2 separate regions of the Mus musculus genome follow, and region 1 is linked to region 2. A link is a contact called in public HiChIP or PLAC-seq data. All regions are on one chromosome and are shown on one strand. Each heading gives the region's core, a stretch centred on a gene start, on an enhancer-like site or on the middle of the called end of the contact. The rest is flanking DNA. Distances are from core to core; before and after follow the strand shown.

Evidence for each region. HiChIP or PLAC-seq counts read pairs in DNA pulled down with a chosen protein or histone mark.
Region 1: a contact with region 2 is called in an H3K27ac HiChIP or PLAC-seq map of embryonic stem cells, with 5 read pairs. The contact joins two enhancer-like sites. A contact is called at or near these places in 1 of 39 promoter capture datasets (embryonic stem cells), 1 of 115 datasets of contacts at active chromatin or transcription factors (embryonic stem cells) and 2 of 9 other capture datasets (liver and pancreatic islet).

What each region holds. Positions count from the first base shown.
Region 1 is chr1:153,638,975-153,645,452 of GRCm38.p6, forward strand. No RefSeq gene overlaps it. Among named protein-coding and RNA genes, the nearest start is that of Rgs8, 11 kb to the right of the region's middle. Within about 2 kb of position 3,392, at least 103 of the 459 cell types and tissues checked have an H3K27ac peak or open chromatin away from gene starts, as enhancers often do. A contact at or near this core is called in embryonic stem cells, where this site is marked.
Region 2 is chr1:153,499,081-153,506,064 of GRCm38.p6, forward strand. It overlaps Npl (N-acetylneuraminate pyruvate lyase), which reads right to left. Exons shown (of 12, transcript NM_028749.1): 12 at 3,936-4,477. The coding sequence ends at 4,293. Among named protein-coding and RNA genes, the nearest start is that of Dhx9, 15 kb to the left of the region's middle. Within about 2 kb of position 3,156, at least 68 of the 459 cell types and tissues checked have an H3K27ac peak or open chromatin away from gene starts, as enhancers often do. A contact at or near this core is called in embryonic stem cells, where this site is marked.

The sequences.
Region 1 (6,478 bases), core at 2,142-4,641, 140 kb after region 2:
GAGTGGCAGGAGAGAGTGTTTCACTCCTTCCAGAGAGAACTAGAAGAGTTTAGAAGATCTTGGGACAATTTGGGTTAGAACACAGGCTCAGAACTGTATCTGCTGTCGTCTGGGCCACTCAGAACACCCAGCTTGGCCATGTTGCAGGTTGTGCTACACATAATAGGTACTAAAGGGATCAAAAGGGAGCTTAGGTGGGTGTTGAGTGAATGCACAGATGAGACCACACCCCAAGTGCTCCTGACCATCTGTCACTGTGAACATTCCAATGACCCACCCATTGTGCCCCCAATAGAGGTGGCTCACTGGGCTCTATGCTATGGTCACTGTGGACGGTCAGAGAAGGACAGTAGGTTTGAGCATCTTTGATCAAACTTGACGAGCCAAGTTTTCATCCCTTTCAACACGTTGAGTTGCCTCCAAGTGACCTATACTTTTGACTTGCTATGAAATTCCCGTTATGGTTACCATTTAGGGCTTAAATAACAAAGTTAAAGAATTGAATTTTGAGCTGGGGAGATGGCTCAGTTGGTAAAGTGCTGACTTGAGTTGGCATCTCCAGCAGCCACATAAAGACTGTACAGTGGTAGGCCTGCATCCGTAACCCCAGGGCTGTGAGGAAACCCCGAAGCTCATAGGCCAGTCAGCAGAGCTGAATCACAAGCTGCAGGTACAGGAGACACAATGTGTCAAAAAGTAAAGCAGGGTGTGGCTGCGGAAGACAACACACCTTGACTCTCACTTCTGCATCCACGCCCATACATGGATATTGACACAAACCCATTCTTCTCTGTCTCTCTCTGCCTCTCTGTCTCTCTCTTTCTTTTTCTGTCTCTCTGTCTCTGTCTGTCTGTCTCTCTGATTCTCTCTCTCTCTCTCTCTCTCTCTCTCTCTCTCTCTCTCTCTCTCACACACACACTCTTAAATTTATCCAGGGCTAAATTTTAGTTTGTAATTTTAGCACTTGGGAGATTGAGGTTATAAGGACCAGAAAATCAAATTCATCTTTGACTGCTTAGTGGATTTGAGACCAATCTGGGCTACCTGAGATCTTTTCTCAAAAACGTGTTTTAGATCATTGTAGGAAGTTATTGGAAGATTTGTTTTTATATAGGAAGAATTTCATTAAGTTTCGATCTTAATGATCTCCTATTTGTCAGGTTAGTTGGTTGACTTCTTGGCCTTTGAGATACTATGACAAATAATTAATAAACTAGTTTATGTTTGAGACAGGATCTCATTAGGTAGCCATGGTTGGCTTGGAACTCAAAATGTAGACCAGGTTGGCCTCCAACTCACAGAGATCTGCCTGCCTCTGCCTCCCACAGTGTTGGGCTTAAAGGCATACACCGTCCTGCCCAGCCTAACACAAATATTTAAATCCAAGAACCATACAGAAAAGCAGGGAAGATCTGGGGCATCCTAGGAACCTCTTCTATGACACATCAAGTGCTTTAAGGGACACAAAGTTGCAACTGTCCCAAAGGAAGCTTGGGCATGAGTATGGTATAAGGAGATGATAACTTTCATTTGCCTTCTCTGTGTCTGGCACCTTGTTGCCTTCTACTATGATGCCACAACTCTGCTCAAACATAAACCATGCTTGTCTGTGGCCCATCAGTTCAAATGGCCTGCCTTGGACCACCTTGGTGCTACTGGCTCTCTTAGTTTGCCTTTGGGGCAGAGCTACAGCTGTGTGAAGGAGGCCTAAATACTATGTTTTGACAAGAAAAATGACACACTGGACAATTTTTATGATGAATTTGTTATGATGCTATATAGTGTATATAATTCATTCATTAAAATCGAGAGGCTTAAGCTGAGTCAGGTTTGCCACAAGTTCAAGTTTCATGCTCATCATGGCTATAATGTTTGATTCTGTCTCAAAAGAATAGGCAAAACTGTATATGTATTAATGTATATATTATGTATATATTATATGCACATATGTATGCATGCACGTGTATAGTATGGCACATGGTAACTGCACACACATATAAACATGTAAATACACATGTAAACAGAGGTGTCTGCAAAGAATACTGGACTCAGATTTGAAAAACCTGACCTCGAATCCCACTACATACTATGAAGCCTCAAATAATTATTTCTTTCTAGTGTATCAATTTTCTGCAAAGTCAGTAGTCCTCTGGCTGTTTCTATATATGAGTCTTTTTAAATGCAAAATCTAGAATTCAAATTTCTTTCGAATATATTTTGCCAGGTAGCAAACAGAGATTCCATCAACTTGTGGGGATGTGTTTTGGCTTTGTGCGCTTATGAAAAAAATGAAAGCGAAGAAAAGTTCTGGGTCTTCCCAGGTCTCCTGGAAGCTTGGCTATTTCACGAAAGCCCAGGAGATGGAAGATCCGTTCTGCACCTTCGAAGCCAGGATCATCCCAAGGCTGTATCCATGGTGTCCCCTGGAACTCGTCTCTGGACCGCACTTCCTTTCCTCCAGGAAAAATCCAAGAATGATGTTCTTGCTTGCATTTAGGGAGAGAGGGGAGAAATGCTTAGGCCAGCCAGGCATGGTTGGGCTCTTAGAGGCGTACAGGAACAAAGTAAGGCACCCGGCAGAGGAGGCGGGGCGGATGTTTGGGAGGGTCAGGTTGGGGTGAGTGGTCACACCTGCTTCCTTCCATTTTCCAGGGCAAATGGCTTCAGCTGCTTCCCAGCAACAGCAGTTTCATAAAAGCTTTTGAAAAGGTATCAGCCAATAGCAGGGCGGGACCCGGTCTAACAGCTGGGGGCCCCTCCCCCTCCTCCTGGCTGGAGCAGAATTGGCAAGCAGCAGATGGAGCCTCAGTGGGCTCCCAGGGCTTGGCTGCAGTGCCCCCAAGATTCGGGAGCAGAGGCATAGACAGACCCTTCACAGGTTTTCTTTTGGCCCGGGCTGTTTTCATTGGCCCGGGGCCCCCCACACCCCTCCACCCCCATCTCCCTGAAGGCTTGCAGTTTCCTCGGTGGGGTGTGAGGCGCCAGATCTCATCCTGGGCAGACACCCTGTAAAGATTTTGCTCAAATGTTAAAATTGCCTCAAGTCTTCTCGTGTGACATTAATCAAACAGCTGAGCTGAGCTGGCCCTGCTGGAGCACAGCATTCATTAGAGTCCCCAAGGGACCTCTTTCTTTAGATCTGAGAACTTTTGGCTGCTGGAATAAGATATCCTCTCTGCCAGGAAGGCCCCAGGCTTGTGGCACTCCGAGGGCCACTCCCGGGCTTTCCCTGAATGCTTTCCGGGATTCGGAAGCCCTATGGCCATCCCCAGGGCGCTCTCTGGATTCCGATGAACCCCCGCAGCAACCAAGTCTCTCGGAGAGCCACAGTACTGGGATCTGCATGGAAGTTTCTGAGGACACAAACATATGGCGCATGTCTAGACTGCTCTGAGAAGTGTTTTCAACTTTCCCTGTGGCAAGTGTCAGTCCCTGGGGGCTGGGAGTGAGGAGAGTCCCCGGGCCCCACGCCAAGGATGCTTGGCTCTCCTAGCTAAACTCTGCTCCCAGGAAGGAGCTGTTTCCAGAAACCCTTGCTTTTCCTATCTCTGTTGCCCGCCCCCCATCCTCCTCCTTCCCCCACAAACCAACCAAATAAATGCCTTTCTTGACTTTTAAATACGGCTCGATGCCAGGAAAAGAAAAGCCATTTAGCTGTGGCTGCCTGGCCAATGTTTCTAATCCCAGGTGGAAGGAAGGATGTGAATGAAGGCTTGCCTCAGTGGCGTCCTGAAACCTCTGGCTCTGGGATGAAGATCTGAAAGTACAGGCAGAGAGGAGGCTTCTGCTACAGAGATGAATCGGCAAATGCGATTCATCTAGATTCAGTTAGAACGCCCCTGCTGTAACCCGTCTTTGGCTTTAACCTTCTCAGAATTATTAAAAAAAGGAAACGAACCTAGTTTCTTCCAGGTATTTTCATCTCTTCTGCCATCCTCTCTTCTCACAGACACACAGTAAATTTGAGCCCTCCTTGACATTTGAATATATGTAACTACACCTTCACTACCGCTGTTTGTGTGTGCACCGATTTAATTTGTGTGTGGTTCCCATTTAGTGCATTCAAAAAACCGAGGCACGGAGGGATCAAGTCACTTGCCTAAAGTCACACAAACTTTGCTTGTTTGTTTGTTTGTTTGTTGTTTTTTGAGACAGGGCCTCACCTGTAGCCCAGGCTGGCCTAAACTATATAGCCCAAGATGGCCTTGGACTCATCTTGATCCTCCCGAGTTCAGGAACTACAGGCATCGGCGCCACAACTGACCCTGACAGCAGTCCTGTCAAACCCTCTGCAGGTATGCGAGGCTCCAGTTTTCTCCCTTCTCCTCAGTGGATTTTACATTTTGTTTTTCTCAACCTGCTTAGGAATAGTCATGGGGACCCACAACAGAGTAGCAGGGGAGGACAGAGCCAGAAACATTCAAATGTGCTCAGCTTCAACAGGCTGCTTCAGCCTTCAGCCCTTCTAGTGGTCATTTGGGTCATTCTTCCCGGTGGGTACAGTGTCACACTGGATTCTCTGAGTTGCAGCCACCATGATAACGCTGGGCTATCACGAGTGTGCACCAACCTTTCTCCCAGTTCAGTTCAAATCATTTTAATGAGCATGCAAATGACTCCTGGCAATGAAGACCCATCACCACACTATACAAACTGGAGAATGCAAATGTTTTTGCTGTAGCTTTACATTTTCAGGAAGATAGACTTGGTAGGGGGCAGTGGTGGGGGTGGAGGTGGAGGTGGAGGTGGGGGGGCTAGTCACCAACCTTACCTCATTTCAGACACACACAGGTTGTAAGACTTCTTGGCTGTGGGAATCTTAAAGGTGTGTGTGTGTGTGTGTGTGTGTGTGTGTGTGTGTGTGCATGTGTGTAGATTTTAGTGTTGGGAAAGCAGAATATTTTACTTCTATCTTTTCACAAGAATGGAACCCTATTCTAGAAGCCCTTTGGAAGGGCTCTCCTTAGGTGGCCTCCCTTCTCTGGGTATCTGAATTTTGAACTATATCTGAGCTTGATGAATTCAGCCTTGCTCAGACACCTATTTTAATAATAACTGAAGGATTAAAAATAACTATTTTTTAAAGACTAGAGAGAGACTATTTTGTAAGGAATCTGGTTCCTGGATGGGCTCTGTATTTCCTTCTCAGGAGGAGAGCTAATGACAAGGCTGCTCCCCACCAGACTAGAAATTGCCTGCAGATTCTTTTATTATTCTGTGAGGATTCCATACATGTGTGCAATGGAATATGATCATATTCATTTCCCAGCTCCCAGCTCCGGCTCCCCTCACATTCCCCTCAGCACCTCCTCCTCCTAACGGTATGTCTTCTTCTTCGTCCTTTTCTGCCTCCTCCTCTTCTTTTCCTTCTCCTCTGGCTCTTCCTGTTCTTCTCCTTCTCTTCCTTCTCCTTCTCCTTCTCCTTCTCCTTCTCCTTCTCCTTCTCCTTCTCCTCTTCCTTCTTTTGCCAATTCACTAAATCCAGTTAGTGCTGCCCATGCCTTGTTGTGGGTATGGGGCCATCCACTGGAGCATGGGAAAACTACCAGTGACCACACCCTAAAGAAAAAATGATTCTCTTTCGCCCAGTAGCCTCAGTAAGAGGTGGAGTCTGAGACCGTTTCCACCATTGATGCAGGGGCTTTGGCTGACATGATCCTGGGTAGGTTTTGTGTGATGAGATCAGCTGGTGTGAGTTCATGAGTGTAGCATCCATGTCACACCCAGAAGACAGCATTTCCCAACACCCTCCACATTTTTTAGTTCTTTCCTTCTTTCTGCCTTCTGTCCCATGTTGTTCCCTGTGTGACGAGAGTGATGGCAGCCATCTAGGGAACTGCCAAATTGGTTCTCTGGCATGAACAAACACTTGAATGACCAAGTAAGACAGAAGACCAAGTTACAGAGGAAAGACCACTATCAACTTTATACAAAGAAGGAGCTCTCTTCCTTCTTGTTTCTGTACTCGTGGGGAAAATGTTCAAAAAGCAATGGGTGTCGATGGTCTTGCCATTGTTTGAAATTTAGACTTGATGGTGATGGGTCTCCTTCTCTAGTGTTTCTGTGCTGTAGTAGCTGCATAGTGTGTTGAATGGAGTGACGAGTCTGGGCATGGTGATACATGCCTTTTAAGGTTGAGGCAGGAGAATGGACAGAGAGTTTTAGGGAAGTGTGGTGGGTTGAATAAGAATGGCCCCCATATGTTGGAATGCTTGGTCACCAGGGAGCGACACTATTTGAAAGGATGAGGAGGTATAGCCTCGTTGGAAGAAGACCAACTGATGGTGGGCTTTCAGGTTCTCAAAAGCCCAAGCCAGGCCCAGTGGCTTCCTGTTCCTTCTGCCTGTGGATCTGAATGTAGAACTCTTAGCTCCTTCTCCAGCACTGTGTCTGCCTGTGTGCCACCATTGCTCCAGCATGATGACAGTGGACCAAACCACTGGAACTGTAAGCCAGCACTAATTAAGTGCTTTTCTTT
Region 2 (6,984 bases), core at 1,906-4,405:
GCATCTGGAAAAATCCAGAGCAGAAAACTTGGCCAGGGCTAGGGAAGCAGGAAAGCTGGAGAGAATAGTGAGATCATGAGATAGCAAGAGGTGGAGAATAGAGAAAGAGAGAGTGCAAGAATTCTAGAATAGCCAGTTATAAAAACGGTATACAGCTGGAGGAAGGTGGAAGATTAGGGGAGGGGCTTTGAAATGTTTGAAATGTAGGACAAGGGCTGGAGAGATGGCTCAGCAGTTAAGAGTACTGACTGCTCTTCCAGAGGTCCTGAGTTCAATTCCCAGCAACCACATGGTGGCTCACAACCATCTGTAATGGGATCTGATACCCTCTTCTGGTGTGTCTGAAGACAGTGACAGTGTACTCATATACATAAATAAATCTGTTCGTTTTTTTTTAAAGATTTTTTATTTTATGTGAGTAAAATGTCACTGTCTTCAGACACTCCAGAAGAGGGTGTCAGATCCTACTACAGATCTACAGATGGTTGCAAGCCACCATGTGGTTACCGGGAATTGAACTCAGGACCTCTGGAAGAGCAGTCAGTGCTCTTAACCTCTGAGCCATCTTTCCAGACCTCCATAAATAAATCATTTTAAAAAATGAAATATGATAGTTAAAACTATCAGGCCTGGGTCTATCTTTTTTTTTTTTTTTTTTTTTTTTTGGTTTTTCGAGACAGGGTTTCTCTGTGTAGCTCTGGCTGTCCTGGAACTCCCAGGTAGACCAGGCTGGCCTCGAACTCAGAAATCCGCCTGAGGCAGAGGCAGGTGGATTTCTGAGTTCGAGGCCAACCTGGTCTACAGAGTGAGTTCCAGGACAGCCAGAGCTACACAGAGAAACCCTGTCTCGAAAAACAAAAACAAAAACAAAAAAACCCCAAAAACCAACAACAACAACAACAACAAAAAGTTGTGTCTGGCCAGCAGCTCACATGTCTGGGTTCTAGTCTGGAAAGGCATCTTGGAAACTTGGAAGAGAAGAGGAAGCTAGGCGAGCGAGAGAAAGATATAGCTAAGACAGTCATTCTGATCAAAGCTCAATTTTACTATTCCGACACTCAGTTATGAAGGAGGGGGAGGGGCCGATCCGGGCCAAATAATCCTGGAGTCCAGCTGTAGAGCGACCAAGTGTATGGCTCTGGAACAGCAAGGTGGCAAGCTCCAGCAGTGGGCGTGACAGAACGATTGAGCGGCAAGCTCCACCCCATGCAAACAGTGAAACCTGAGCAAACAGGTTTCAGGCTGGGGAGGGGATGCTACAAAAACTGGCCTTCTTGTTTTGTTTTTAAGATTTATTTATTATGTGTACAGCATCATGCCTGCAAGTATGCCTGTACTTTGGCCTGGGCATGGTGGCACACGCCTTTAATCCCAGCACTAGGGAGGCAGAGGCAGGCTGATTTCTGAGTTCGAGGCCAGCCTGGTCTACAAAGTGAGTTCCAGGACAGCCAGGGCTATAAAGAGAAACCCTGTCTCGAAAAAAACCAAAAAAAAAAAAAAAAAAAAAAAAAAAAGGAGTTGCCAGAACCCTAAGACAGAAGTATTTGAAGTGACTGTACTGGAAGAAGTATGTCACTAGGGGTGACTTTTGAAGTTTCAAAAGCCCAAGCCATTCCTAGTTCTCTTGATGTCTCACACTTATGGAACAGATGTAAGCTCTCAGTTCCGGTGCCACACTTCCTTGCCAGCCTGCTGCCGCGATCTGCTCCCTGCCTTGCTGATCCTGGATTCTAACCCTCTGGACCCATGAGCCCTGAATTAAAAGCTTACTTTGATAGGTTGCCTTGGCCACCATGTCTTTTTTTTTAAAGATTTATTTATTTATTATATGTAAGTACACTGTAGCTGTCTTCAGACACACCAGAAGAGGACGTCAGATCTTGTTACGGATGGTTGTAAGCCACCATGTGGTTGCTGGGACTTGAACACTGGACCTTTGGAAGAGCAGTCGGGTACTCTTACCCACTGAGCCATCTCACCAGCCCGGCCACCATGTCTTATCACGACCATATAAAAGTAACTAAGACGGGTAGGTGAAATGATCTGGAGTTTACAGTGCCTGCCACAAAGCCTGACAACCCGAGTTGGATTTCCAGAACCTGTACATTAGGAGAGAACCAACGACTCCAAGCTGTTCTCCAATTCCCGCATACACTAAACAAACAAACAAACAAATGGAATTTAAAGATTCAAACAAAAAGTAAGGCAAGATACCTTGTTGAAGAGTCCTATTTTTGAGCCGGGTATGGTGGCGCACGCCTTTAGTCCCAGCACTCGGGAGGCAGAGGCAGCCTGGTCTACAAAGTGAGTTCCAGGACAGCCAGGGCTATACAGAGAAACCCTGTCTTGAAAAACAAAACAAAACAAAACAAAACAAACAAACAAACAAAAAACCAGTCCTATTTTTGGCAGTGTAAGTTTTTTTGGTTTGGTTTGGTTTTTTGTTTTGTTTTTTAGTTAAGTCTAATTGGGACTTTGGTGAGATAGTGACTTCTTCACCTCTTTGCCGAAGCAGAGAAGTTCATTTTGTCAAAGACCAGGATTCAGAGGGCCATGGCAAGATTCCATCTTGAGAAGGAAGTAGGACTGAGCAGCCCTAGGGGCCTGATTCAAGGGACTCTCCCAAGAGCTAGAGCCTCTGGTCAAGCTGCCAGGCTTGCAGAGGAAGGACGACAGCTGCAGGAGGCAGAACGCAAAGACCAGATGTGGACAGATGAAGCTCAGGGGACAGCTTGGCTCTGGTAGTAAAGGCTACCCACGGTGGTAGGGCCCACTCCTTGTGGCCAGCAGCTGAGCAGGTGACTCAGAGCAACCTTGCAGTAAGAGCCCTGAGCCTGAAGTCAGCCAGCTGAGAATCTAATCCTCGACAGGGCAAAGATCATGGATGTTGAAATAAGAATTCTTGAATGTCTGACTTCCCTAACTACCCCCCTCCAGCAGGGTTAATGCTGAGCTGGGTTTGCAAGCAGAGGCTGTTCCTTCTGTACAGATCTCAGGCCTGCACTTAGTTCCCAGAAGACCACTGCCCTCCCCCCACCCACCCCGGCTAGACAGGATGGGGTGGGGGTTGTATAAACTGGGGAGTTTCTAGGAGTGTGAGGAAAACCTGCTCAGCCCACAGACTGCAAGGCTTAGTGTGGCCAGAAGAGGCTCCTGGTGTGCAGAGGGAAGTTCCTAAAAGGAAGACATCTGACTCAGCACCAGTCCAGGAGACTCCACTGTCAATGAACCCCTCTCAATTTGGCAGAGTCCTATTTTAGAGGATCTAGAAAGACGCGACTCAAATACTGTCTTTTTTTGTTGTTGTTGTTTTTTTTGTTTGTTTGTTTGTTTGTTTTTCGAGACAGGGTTTCTCTGTATAGCCCTGGCTGTCCTGGAACTCACTCTGTAGACCAAGCCGGCCTCGAACTAAAAAATTGACCTGCCCCTGCCTCCCGAGTGCTGGGATTAAAGGCATGCGCCACCACACCTGGCCAATACTGTCTTAATTACTTTATGTTCCTGTGACAAAATACCATGACTGGAGCAACTTCTACAGGAAAAATGTTTACTTGGGCTTATGGTTTTAGAGTTAAGAGTCCCTGATAGCTGGGTAAAAGTGTGGCAGCAGCAACAGCTGAGAGTTCACAGCCTGACCCACAAGCAGGTCTCAGGAGTGCAAGCCAGGCCTGGTGACTCACTGTCTCTTTCTGTTGTCTGCGGATCCAAATGTAGAAATCTCAGCTCTTTCTCCGGTCCCATGTCTGCCTGGATGCCGCCATGATTCCTGCCATGACAATAATGCGCTAAATCTCTGAACTGTAAGCCAATCTCAACTAAATGCTTTTCTTTGTAAGAGTTGCTGTGGTCACGGTTTCTCTTTGTGGCAATAAAACCCTAACTAAGACAATACTCAAATTATAAACCTTTGAAACAAGATTAAGACAATAAGTGCTCCCAAAAGGCAGGTGAAATTTATTCAGCAATAATATAACCAATGTAGCAATTAATATAGTGATATGAATTATATTAATTAATGTAATTAATTAATAATTGTAATTACTATTACAATTTTCACTTGGTTCCATTGCATCTGTATAAGTAGAGATTTCTCTATAATAATTTTACAAAATGAATGACTTAGAGCTTGTGACTCCTTTATAACAAAAAAGTTTAGGTTCATAATCAATATTTGATTGGTGTGGGATTCTACTTCCTAAAATAAAGATGGGTTCAAATTCACCTAAAAAAGTCCCTGAGAAAAGAATGTACTATTGAAGATAGATAAGTCTAAGCTTACACACCCAGACTTATCAGGCACTAGCTAAAGGCTTCCCCTCCTTTACACTAGGGGAAGAAAGGAAATCCAGGCTCTTTAGCTTGGCCTCAGCCTTAGCAGTAAACTCCTGGGTGGCTTTCTGCAGAGGAAGCCGGGGTGGGCCCATTGGAATCCCAGAGACCAGCGTCATGATGGCTTTGGTTTGCGACACTCCAAAACCTAGATGGGAAAAACAAAGGGTGAGATGTATCCTGTACTGCCCACTTCCCCACAAACATCCCAAAGAAGAGTAAGGCTCTACTATAAAACCTGGTAAACCTAAAAAGTGAGAACACTTGTAGTTAGGTTGCCTGAGCTGGGCATGGTGTCCACACCTGTAATCCCAGCACTTGGGAGGCAGAGATAGGGGAACCAGAGCTTAAAGTAAGTCTTAGCTACACGAGACCCTGTCCTAAACATACAGAGTAGAATAGGGATCCCTCCTTTCAAGGCTTTTAAGAGATGGCCAGCATTTAGAAGCATCCCCTATTCTTTCAGAAGACACCAGTTTGGTTCCCAGCACCAATGTAGCCAATGTAGAGTGGCTTGAAACCCTTTGTAATTCCAGTTTCAGGGGATTCAATTCCCTCTTCTGTGGGTACTGTACTTATATACAAATACCCATACTTCCACCATCCCCAACCCGGCCCCAACACACAGCTAAAAATGAGATAGCATCTGTGGTAGAGTGCTTATTTAGTATATAAGAGTCCCTGAGTTCAAGTCTCTGCTTTACCGTAAATAAATAAATAAACAAACAAGCAAAATAGAACAACACAAAGAGCCAAGGCTGGAGCATACAATATAGCTTAGCAGGTAATGGCAGAGCTGCCAAGGTACCCAAGTTCAATCCCAAGGACCTGCATGATGGAAGGAGAGAACTGATTCCCTCAAACTGGCCTCTGACATCCACATGTGGGCTATGGTACACATACTAATTCAATTAAATAAATAAAATGAAACCAACATAAACCCCACAAAGTCAACCTTCAAAGCAAGGAGCCATGCGGAGTGGAACATACCAATAACCCCAGCACCAAGGTGGAGCATAAGGACCAGGAGTTAAGGGATGTATGTAGGTAAAGAGTTGGCTCAGTCGTTAAGAGCATTGGCTACTCTTCCAGAGGATCTAGGTTCAATTCCCATCACCCACTTGGCAGCTCACAACTATGTGTAACTCTAATTTGAGGGAATCCAGGACCACTTCTAGCCTGCTTGGCTACAAGGCACACATGTGGTACACAGACATATATGCAGCAAAAATACTCTTACACATAAGAATAAGAACAAGCAGGGCAGTGGTGGCGCACGCCTTTAATCCCAGCACTCAGGAGGCAGAGGCAGGCGGATTTCTGAGTTCGAGGCCAGCCTGGTCTACAAAGTGAGTTCCAGGATAGCCAGGACTACACAGAGAAACCCTGTCTTGAAAAAACAACAAACAAACAAACAAACAAAAAGAACAAATATAAAATAAATAATAGAGCTGGGTGGTGGTGGTGCACTTAATCCCAGCACGTGGAAGACAGAGGAAGGTGGATCTCTGAGTTCCAGGCCTGTGTGGTCTACAAATCCAGTTCTAGGATAGCCAGGACTACACAGAGAAACCCTGTTCTGAAAAAACTATCTAACTACAACTAACTAACTAACTAACTAACTAACTAACTAACTAACTAACTAAATCTCACTTACATAATTTCCCTCTTGATGTTAATTTTTATTTATTTTATTTTATTTTTTAAAAATGTATTTCAAGGCCAGCCTTGTCTACACACAGAGTTCCAGGACAGCCAGGGCTACACAGAGAAACCCTGTCTCGAAAAAAAAAAAATTTACTTATGTGTGTGTGCATGGCACATGTGTAAGGGTGGGTGCACTCATAGATCAATAGAGGGTGTTGGATCCATTGGACCTATTGTGGGCAGCTCTATTCTACGAGGGTGCTAGAATTTGAACTTTGGTCCTTTGATAGAGTGTAAAGCATTCTTTTTTTTTTTTTTTTAAAGAATTCCATGTTGTTGCTTGGATTTGAACTCAGGACTTTTGGAAGAGCAGTCAGTGCTCTTAACTGCTGAGCCTTCTCTCCAGTCCATGTAAAACATTCTTAACCAGTGAGCCATCATATCAGCCTTTTTATCTCCCCCATCACCTATTTTCCAAAATTTTCATTTTATGTGTATGGGTGTTTTGTCTTCATATATATTTGTGAACCACATGAGTGCCTGGTGTCCACAGAGGCCAGAAGTGTGTCAGATCCCCTGGAACTGTAGTTATGACTGTTGTAAGCCACCTTGTGGGTGCTGAAAAATCAAACCTGGGCACTTTGAAAGAGCAGCCAGTGTTTTTTGTTTGTTTGTTTTTCGAGACAGGGTTTCTCTGTGTAGCTCTGGCTGTCCTGGAACTCACTTTGTAGACCAGGCTGGCCTCGAACTCAGAAATCCACCTGCCTCTGCCTCCCAAGTGCTGGGATTAAAGGGGTATGCCACCACGCCCGGCACAGCCAGTGTTCTTAACCACTGAGCCATCTCTCCATCCCCTAAAACCCTCTTAGAGATCAGGTTTTAGATCCTTGGCTGTCCTGAACCATGTAAGTCATGGTTGAGCTGGAACTTGTGGAAATCCCCTTATTCTCCTTTTACGGGGCTGGTATTAGTCATTTTATTTATAGTTCATTTTATTATTTAATTGGA